Regions from separate parts of the Pan troglodytes genome. Here region 2 is linked to region 1. A link is a contact called in public HiChIP or PLAC-seq data. All regions are on one chromosome and are shown on one strand. The core of a region is the stretch at or near the end of the contact, and the rest is flanking DNA. Distances in the headings are between cores, read along the strand shown.

Region 1 (4,929 bases), core at 1,434-3,933:
ACTTTAAGTGCCGGACAAAGTCTTACATTCCACAAGAAGCCAGAGCTTCAGAGTTTCCTAAAGATGAGGTGGCGTCTCCTCCTCTCACAGGCACAAGCTCCCTCCTCCTCCCACCCCCCATCCCCCCAGTCTGCAGCCCTCAATCCTGGCCAGGAAGGCCCAGCCAGGCTGGGAGGAGACCCCAAGCACATTCTTCCTCTCACTGTCATACTGCAGAAATTAAAGACACATCTTCAGCCTGGGCACCCGCCAAGCGTTTTAAGTCGAAGAGTGGCAGGGGAGGCCTTGAGCCTCAGCTCCATGCCACGTGTAAAGGATGCTTGGAAACTGTCTGCCTCGGCCCCTGGGAGGAAGGCCTGGAACTGGACATTGGGGTGGTGGCTGTCACACGCCAGGCACACAAAACCCCAAAGCCAGGGATCCCCAAATATCCTTCAGAACCCCAGGCCCATGATGTAGCAACCCCCAATTCACACCTTGGAGGTTTCAACTCTTCTTTAAGATGGGCGTGGGAAAGCCTGGATGGGAAACATATGGGGAGGGGCGGGGAGCTGCAGGCAGGAGCCCTTCTCACTACGAAAACCCAAGAAGCAAGGAAGTGGACAGGTCACTAACCCTCATACTACCAAGCCCTGCGGCACCCTGCCCTAGACCACCACTCTAAATGTCTGTTCCCTCCAAAAACAGGACCCCTGTCCCCTATTAGGGAGGGGGGGTCTCTTGGAACTGACCCACAGTAGAGGGCAGGACTTTGGTGGGTTCAAGAACTGCCATCTCAGCACCTCAGCCCCCTAGTCCTGCCCTGCAGTTGCTGGCACTAGGCGGGGGCAGACCCTGGGCCACAAGTTGCTGCCACATGGTCGGGATAATTGATGAAGGTCCATCCCTCCATTGCTGTCTCCAGCCCTGCCTCTCTGGAAACTCTATATTTTCCCTTTAATTATAGCCCCTGCAGTCTCCCTCTGCTGCCCCACCCGCACCGCTCATCCTGGCTGCCCACGGCCAGCCGGCCAGCCGACGTGGCTCCCTCCCCTTCTGTTCCTTTTTTTTCCCCTTTGCCTTCGTTGCACAAAACCAGCTGGGGGAGGGCGTGGAGAGGGGCGGGGGGAGGCAATGGAATCTTGGATGGTTTGGGGGAGGCGGGACTCCCCGCTTCCACGTTTGCAGCTCTGGAGCACCGGGGGTGGGGAGCTGCACAGGAGGGAGAGAAATGAACAGGGCACTGCAAGGAGACCCCCAGGCCTTCTCTCAGCCCTACAGAGTTTCTCAGGACGAGGTAGATTGGGGTTGAGGCAGAGCCTTGTTGGGGGATTGGGACATGGAGGAAGAAAGGACGTGGAGTTCTAGAGGCATCTTCCTTAGATATAGCCTGCTGTCCTTCGGGTCCCCAGACCCTTTCAGAGTGTACAGATGATTCTCTCTGGTTCCTAAGGCAGAGAGCAATGACCGGGATTTTCAGGAAAGAGATGAGGCAGTGGGAAGTAGCCCCTAAAATAAAGTCAATCATCCTCTGCAGCCCATCCCACACCCCCAAAGGAAAGTTTCACCCAGACACCCAAAATATCCCATACATCCCCAACACTGAGTCCAGGTACAACTGGAGAAGGGGCTTTATGCAGCTCCCAGAAAGACACCCCTTTAGCTAAGTGCCCTCCCTCCACCCAGGTTCTCTCTGGTTTGACTGTGCTGGGAAGGAGGGTCTCTAAGCAGCCCCTGGCCACAGCCATGGCAAACAAAACTCTTCTCTAAGTCACCAATGATCACAGGCCTCCCACTAAAAATACTTCCCAACTCTGGGGTGGAAGAGTTTGGGGGATGAATTTTTAGGGGATTGCAAGCCCCAATCCCCACCTCTGTGTCCCTAGAATCCCCCACCCCTACCTTGGCTGCTCCATCACCCAACCACCAAAGCTTTCTTCTGCAGAGGCCACCTAGTCATGTTTCTCACCCTGCACCTCAGCCTCCCCACTCCATCTCTCAATCATGCCTAGGGTTTGGAGGAAGGCATTTGATTCTGTCCTGGAGCACAGCAGAAGAATTGACATCCTCAAAATTAAAACTCCCTTGCCTGCACCCCTCCCTCAGATATCTGATTCTTAATGTCTAGAAAGGAATCTGTAAATTGTTCCCCAAATATTCCTAAGCTCCATCCCCTAGCCACACCAGAAGACACCCCCAAACAGGCACATCTTTTTAATTCCCGGCTTCCCCTGTTTTGGAGAGGTCCTCAGGATGCCTCTTTATGCCCCTCCCTTAGCTCTTGCCAGGATACCAGAGGGTGACTGGGGCACAGCCAGGAGGACCCCCTCCCCAACACCCCCAACCCTTCCACCTTTGGAAGTCTCCCCACCCAGCTCCCCAGTTCCCCAGTTCCACTTCTTCTAGATTGGAGGTCCCAGGAAGAGAGCAGAGGGGCACCCCTACCCACTGGTTAGCCCACGCCATTCTGAGGACCCAGCTGCACCCCTACCACAGCACCTCTGGCCCAGGCTGGGCTGGGGGGCTGGGGAGGCAGAGCTGCGAAGGGGGGAGATGTGGGGTGGACTCCCTTCCCTCGTCCTCCCCCTCTCCATTCCAACTCCCAAATTGGGGGCCGGGCCAGGCAGCTCTGATTGGCTGGGGCACGGGCGGCCGGCTCCCCCTCTCCGAGGGGCAGGGTTCCTCCCTGCTCTCCATCAGGACAGTATAAAAGGGGCCCGGGCCAGTCGTCGGAGCAGACGGGAGTTTCTCCTCGGGGTCGGAGCAGGAGGCACGCGGAGTGTGAGGCCACGCATGAGCGGACGCTAACCCCCTCCCCAGCCGCAAAGAGTCTACATGTCTAGGGTCTAGACATGTTCAGCTTTGTGGACCTCCGGCTCCTGCTCCTCTTAGCGGCCACCGCCCTCCTGACGCACGGCCAAGAGGAAGGCCAAGTCGAGGGCCAAGACGAAGACAGTAAGTCTCAAACTTTTGGGAGTGCAAGGATACTCTATATCGCGACTTGCGCTTGGTCCCGTGGGCCGCGGCTTAAAACGAGACGTGGATGATCCGGAGACTCGGGAATGGAAGGGAGATGATGAGGGCTCTTCCTCGGCGCCCTGAGACAGGAGGGAGCTCACCCTGGGGCGAGGTTGGAGTTGAACGCGCCCCGGGAGCGGGAGGTGAGGGTGGAGCGCGGCGTGAGTTGGTGCAAGAGAGAATCCCGAGCGCGCAACCGGGAAAGTGGGGATCTGGGTGCAGAGTGAGGAAAGCACGTCGAAGATGGGATGGGGGCGCCGAGCGGGGCATTTGAAGCCCAAGATGTAGAAGCAATCAGGAAGGCCGTGGGATGATTCATAAGGAAAGATTGCCCTCTCTGCGGGCTAGACTGTTGCTGGGGCCGTGGGGGTGCTGGGCCGCCGGGGAGGGGGTGCGGAGCGTGGGCGGGTGGAGGATGAGAAACTTTGGCGCGGACTCGGCGGGGCGGGGGTCCTTGCGCCCCCTGCTGACCGATGCTGAGCACTGCGTCTCCCGGTCCAACGCTTACTGGGGCAGGAGCCGGAGCGGGAAGACCCGGGTTATTGCTGGGTGCGGACCCCCACCTCTAGATCTGGAAAGTAAAGCCGGGGATGGGGCAGCCCAAGCCTCTTAAAGAGGTAGTCGGGCCGGTGAGGTCGGCCCCGCCCCGGCCCCATTGCTTAGCGTTGCCCGACACCTAGTGGCCGTCTGGGGAGCCGCTAGCGCGGTGGGAGTGGTTAGCTAACTTCTGGACTATTTGCGGACTTTTTGATTCTTTGGCTAAAAGTGACCTGGAGGCATTGGCTGGCTTTGGGGGACTGGGGATGGCCCCGAGAGCGGGCTTTTAAGATGTCTAGGTGCTGGAGGTTAGGGTGTCTCCTAATTTTGAGGTACATTTCAAGTCTTGGGGGGGCCTCCCTTCCAATCAGCCGCTCCCATTCTCCTAGCCCCGCCCCCGCCACCCCACCTGCCCAGGGAATGGGGGCGGGATGAGGGCTGGACCTCCCTTCTCTCCTCCCTCGCCCTCCTGCTGTCTCTTCCACGCAAGCCACTCCCCACGAGCCTGCCCTCCCGATGGGGCCCCTCCTATTCTCCCCCCGCCCTCCCCCTCTCACCCTGTGGTTTTTATTTCACTTGGCTTCAGCGCCAATGGGCTGAGGTTGGAGTTGGAAGCCACCGCGGACTAAAGCTTTGTTTAAATTCCTGAGAACTGGAAAGAGTTACAGCCTCCCTGGCCAGGCGCCTCGGCGCTGTCACCCGCGCTGATGAGGAGCAGGCGAGCTTTTAAGGATTTGAGGAAAGAGGAACGGGGGGAGGGGCGGGAAGTGAAAAATCCAAGTGTGCCTCTTAGACCCGGGGGAAAGGTGGTTAAGCTGGGGGTTGCAGTCACTACTGACAACGCCCCTCTTCCGCCTGTCCCAGTCCCACCAATCACCTGCGTACAGAACGGCCTCAGGTACCATGACCGAGACGTGTGGAAACCCGAGCCCTGCCGGATCTGCGTCTGCGACAACGGCAAGGTGTTGTGCGATGACGTGATCTGTGACGAGACCAAGAACTGCCCCGGCGCCGAAGTCCCCGAGGGCGAGTGCTGTCCCGTCTGCCCCGACGGCTCAGGTGCGGCTGCGCTCGGGGCCTGGGGCCTGGGGCCTGGGGCTGGGGCTGGGGGTGGCCGGCGCTCGCTGGCCCTCCGTGCTGGAGGCCTCTGCCGACGGGAGCAGCATTAGCAAACCTTGGCTCTAACGCGCGTCTCTTCGTCCGCTAGAGTCACCCACCGACCAAGAAACCACCGGCGTCGAGGTAATCTCCTGCCCTCGAATTTTGCCCCTGCGCGGCCCGTGACTCCTCACAGTCCTCCCTTCTCTAACCTGGCCTCTTGTTTCTTCTCCCCCAATCCCACAGGGACCCAAGGGAGACACTGGCCCCCGAGGCCCAAGGGTAAGCGTTGCACTC
Region 2 (4,929 bases), core at 773-3,272, 150 kb before region 1:
GCACAGTGTCTAGTACAAAGTAGGACTTCACACCTATTTGTGGAATGAATGAATGAATGAATGAATCGTATTCCCAATGCACAGTGCTGGGATAATAAGAGTTATTTATTTACTGACAGCTGAGCATGTGCCAGGAACTCCTGCAAGTGCTTCACAGGCATCATTTTCACTTAATCTTTATAATCACCTAACACGGGAGGTGCCATTATTATCCCCATCTTGAGGAGGGATACTGATAAGGATAAGGGAGGAGGCAAAGTGATTTGCTGGCGGTCTTCTCAGGGTCAGAGCTGGAAGAGAGTGAAGTGGGCGGTCCAGCTTCAGCACTCACCTTCCCATGCACCCCGTTCTGCTGCCTGGCAACCCCAGAGTCAGGTGAGGGAGCAGCTGAGGGGGTCCAAGCAGCAATGGGTGCCTGGACCGCACAAGCTTTTTCAAACATTCCAGTCCAGGATTCCCCTATTCATTCAGCCAGGAAGCTGGAGGAGGAGGTGGTGGGGGATGGGGGCGGTAGCCCAGAGTGGTCACATATTCCAGGGTCAGAGGGCTCCCTAACTGCTTTGGCAGCCCATTCCATCTTGGAATGTCCCATCTGCCCAAACAGTCTTCTTACACTGGGCCTGAAACACTCTCCTACTTGCTCGTCCTACTTGTAGGTCCACACCCCACGGATGTCACGGAGCCAGCCCCACCCCCGCCCCCACCTCCTTTTGGAGTTATGGTCTCATGTGACTCTGTTCCAGCCCCCATCACCATCCCACCCTCTGGGTTCTCCCAAAAAAAGGCAAGGGCAGCTCTTCTGTCTCCACACCAGGCCTTCCAGACTGGCGAGATGCGGTAAGGGGTCGCGGGTATCGGGGCTTGCCCGAGGACAGCAGCAGATAGAGTCTCTGACCCGGAGCCCTGGAGGCAGCAGAACAGGGGCGCTGGGGGCAGGGAGGTCCTGACCTCTGGGCCACAGCTTAGGGCTGTGGTGTGGCCTGTCCTCTCCATCTCCGCAGCACGAACCCAGACCCAATGGACCCTTCCTCACCACACCGCTGAGGTGTCTGAGCCTCCAGCTGAAACCACATCGGGGAAGAGGGAGAAAGACCCTCGAGGCAGGGACTTGGGGGCTGAGACGGCTGTTGGTTGCCCCTGCTCTGCGGCTGGGGCTCTGTTACAGTCCCCATTCCCTTAAAGCCAGAGGGCCCCTCCCAAATTCCCTAAGGTCCTGAGGCCAACTCACCAGCTCAGGTCCTCCTCTCCCTGCCCTCCGGAGACCCATCCAGGTTCTTCAAACCCCCGGCTGAGGAAGCCACACCTCGGGAAGACTCCAGTTCTCTCCTTCGGCGTCACTCCCTGTTCCTTCAGTTCCCGGGTACACACTTTGTCCCAGGCCTGAATTCCACCCCCGAGCTCCCCTTCCTCACCGGCCGCTGCCCCTCGGGCTCAGCTGGGGAAGGACGCCCTGAGTCCCTTGGCCCTACTCCTCCGCCCACGGCGCGCATATCCCCGCCCCCTCCCAACTTCAGAAAGTTTGGCCTGGGGCTCCCCACCTCCGAGCAGGTTCGGGCCCAGCCCCGCCTCCTAGCCCCGCTCGCCGCGCCTGACCTTCATCGCTCCCTTGGCCGGAGACCACCCCAGCATGACCTGCTCCTCCCGCCCGACTCCCAATCCACCAGGGCCCGGGTCTCCAGGTCACGCACTGCCCCCGCGCGCAGCTCCCTAGGCCTGCTGGGGAAGGGAGTGCCAGGGGCCGGATGCTCCGCTCTGGGCGACCGCCGGCGCCCTGCACGCACGCACGCGGCCCGTGCCCCACTTCCCCGGCTGGGGCCGCCCGCAGCCCCGCCAGGACCCCGCGCGCCCCCGCGCCCGGCCTGCCCGCCCGCCCGGCCGTCGGAGCACCTCGCCCGCCTCGTCCTCCTCCAGGCCGCTGAAGCTCCACACTACCAGGCCCTGCAGCAGCAGGATGGCCAGCGCCGTGGCAATCGCCAGCTTGTAGCGCCGCACCAGCTTCTGCACTCGCGCGCTCGCCACCATCTTCCTGCCCGGGACGCGGGGCGCGCGCCCAGCCCTGCAACCCGGCCGCGAGCGCGCGCACGGGCGCGGGGCTGAGCCGCCCCCCCCGCCTCCACGCCTAGGGAGGCGGGCGGGGCGCGCGCCGGGGCGGGGCCGGGGGCGGGGCCTGCGGGGCCAAAGCACGGCGCACCGCAGGCTAGGGGTGGAGCCGGGGCTCGCAACACCTTCAGTCCCGGCAGTCGCGGGCGTGGGCTTGAGCGCGTGCCTTCTGCGCTCGTGTCTCCGCCGGTGCCCCTGGCTCCCACGTGTGCTCCCCTCCACCTGGACGGCGAGCGCCTGGTGCTGGGGAGTGGAGGGTCTGCGGCACAACCTCTGTTGCCTGGTGTCGGGGGTCGTGGGCGAGTTCAGTCCCACGCGGGTAAGCTCTCGGTCCCGGGGGCCCAGGGAACGCCAGGGCTCCCAGAGACGCCGCCTTGGGAGAGGGCGTGTGAGAGCCACAGGCCTCTGCTTAAAAACCTGGAGGCCGCACCTGCGGGGCAAAGTCTAACCCCTTGACTGGCATCAGAGAGCCTTCACGAATCCTCCTTTCCGCTCTGCGCTCATCCTAAGCATCCTCAGGCCGCTCCCAGAGTCGTGGTTCTCAAACTACTCTAGCGTGTGTTGGAGTCTCTTGGAGGTCTTGATAAAACAGATTTTTAGTGCCCCTCCTCCCTCCCCCAGAGTGTCTGCTTTGGTAGGTCGGTAGTGAGGCCTAAGCATTAGAATTTTCAGCAGGTTCCCAGGTGATGCTGATGCCTTTGCTCTGGGACCAAACTTGGAGAACCAGTAGACCTCGACACATGCTGCTCCCTCTGCCAAGTCCCCACCCCCTACACCATCAGTGGCATCCTCCCTGTGCGTCCCCAGCACTGTGCAGTGAGCACCAATCATACATCCGGTCGTGACTGCTCTGGGATCTCGCCCTGCCTTGGACACCCAGCAATGCTCAAGAAATGTTGCGGAAAGCAAGCAGGGGAGGCCCAGATTCCCGTCTAACCAGCTGTCCCTAACATTTGTTGGAGAACCCGGCGTGTTCAATGAGCACCGCACTGGACAAGGTCGAAGCACCTGTGGCCTTCCCTAAGCCTGGCAGGCCCGTGGAGAGAGGGAAGGCGAGAAGAGCAAAACAGTGGCCACCAAAGCAAGGTGAATCCCCAGCGGGGGAAGCCAGGCACTGGGAGGAGGAAGTCATAAAAATAGCAAACACAAGTTAGAAGGTTTAAAGGGAAGACGTTAGGAACCACTACAGAGAGGTCTGGAAAGAGAAGTGGCTTACAAAAAAAAAAGTTTGAAAAGTTAGAAGGCCATGATGGAGGGATTTGGAAGTTGCCACAAGGTTGGGTTGATGAGAGAATTCTAAACTGATGTGTACAGGATACACAAGCATTTGATGGTACATAAATAACCTCCTTTAATCGTCTTCTGCGCTTTAGCATTTGTAGTCATTCTGTTCCTCCGCGTTTGTTAAATGGGAGAATTGTAAACTATGTTTCCGACGACAGTTTGGCTACTTAAGAGAGCCTACACTTCAACGATTTTGGAAAACATCAGTTGACATCCCAGCAATTGATATGTTAATTAAATATTGATCTTGTGTGCTTATTAAATCAGATCCTTTAGGGACTTCTACCTGCCAATAATTCCCCCCACAACAATGAAAATAGCTTTATTTTTCACTGATTATATAAGTAATAAATATCCATTATATAACATTTAAACACTAAACGAATAAGAAAAAAAGTAAAAGTCACCTACAATCCCACCCCTTAAGATGATCATCATTAACATTTTAGTGGCTATCCTTTCCTTTCCTTTCCCCCATTTCTCTTTTTTTTTTTTTTTTTTTTTTTTGAGACGGAGTCTGCTCTGTTGCCCAGGCTGGAGTGCAGTGGCGCGATCTCGGCTCACTGCAAGCTCTGCCTCCCAGGTTCACGCCATTCTCCTGCCTCAGCCTCCCAAGTAGTAGCTGGGACTACAGGCGCCCACCACCACGACTGGCTAATTTTTTTTTTTTTTTTTTTTGTATTCTTAGGAGAGACGGGGTTTTACCGTGTTAGCCAGGATGGTCTCGATCTCCTGACCTCATGATCTGCCCACCTCAGCCTCCCAAAGTGTTGGGATTACAGGCGTGGCCACCGCGCCTGGCTTTTTTTTTTTTTTTTTTTTTTTTTTTTGAGTCTCGTTCTGCCACCCAGGGTAGAGTGCAGTGGTACAATCCCGGCTCACTGCAACCTCTGCCTCCCGGATTCAAGAAATTCTCCTGCCTTGGTCTCCCGAGTAGCTGGGGTTATAGGTGCGCGCCACCATGCCCGGCTTATTTTTGTATTTTTAGTAGAGACCGGGTTTCACCATGCTGGCCAGGCTATTCTCAGACTCCTGACCTTGTGATCCACCTGTCTCGGCCTCCCAAAGTGCTGGGATTACAAGCATGAGCCACCGAGCCCAGCCCACTGTTTTTTTTTTTTTTTTTAAACAAATTCGTTATCTGGTTATTGTGGTGCCTGTAATTCCCAGCTACTCAGGAGGCTGAGATAGGAGGATCGCTTGAGCCCAGGAATTTGAGACCAGCCTGGGCAACATGGCAAGTTGTCTCTAAAAAATAATTAAAAATAAAATCCCAGATTTGTTATTGAGGTATAGCATGCATAGACTGGCTTAGATTTCACCATATAAATTGCAAGAATCATTGTTCCCCTCTGTCTCCTCTTCGGGTTCTCTAATAGGTTCCATTGTGCTTTTTTCTTTTATTGTAAAAAGTCTTGAAAATACAAAATGGTTTTCAGAAAAGCAGAATAGGAAAGCAGTCTTTAGTCATAATTGGGCTGCCTGCATGATATATTCTTTCTTATGTGAAGAAATGATCCTTATAGTCTTCATTTTTAGGGCTAT

Evidence for each region. HiChIP or PLAC-seq counts read pairs in DNA pulled down with a chosen protein or histone mark.
Region 2: an H3K4me3 HiChIP or PLAC-seq map of stem cell-derived excitatory neurons shows a contact between it and region 1, with 3 times the contacts expected there. The contact joins the promoter of XYLT2 here to the promoter of COL1A1 in region 1. A contact is called at or near these places in 1 of 7 Hi-C or Micro-C datasets (stem cell-derived neural progenitor cells) and 1 of 1 datasets of contacts at active chromatin or transcription factors (stem cell-derived excitatory neurons).

What each region holds. Positions count from the first base shown.
Region 1 is chr19:63,341,483-63,346,411 of NHGRI_mPanTro3-v2.0_pri, reverse strand. It overlaps COL1A1 (collagen type I alpha 1 chain), which reads left to right and starts at 2,683. Exons shown (of 51, transcript XM_001169409.8): 1 at 2,683-2,934; 2 at 4,399-4,593; 3 at 4,742-4,776; 4 at 4,879-4,914. The coding sequence starts at 2,832.
Region 2 is chr19:63,485,877-63,490,805 of NHGRI_mPanTro3-v2.0_pri, reverse strand. XYLT2 (xylosyltransferase 2) reads right to left here and starts at 2,022. Exons shown (of 11, transcript NM_001009086.1): 1 at 1,888-2,022. The coding sequence starts at 2,022.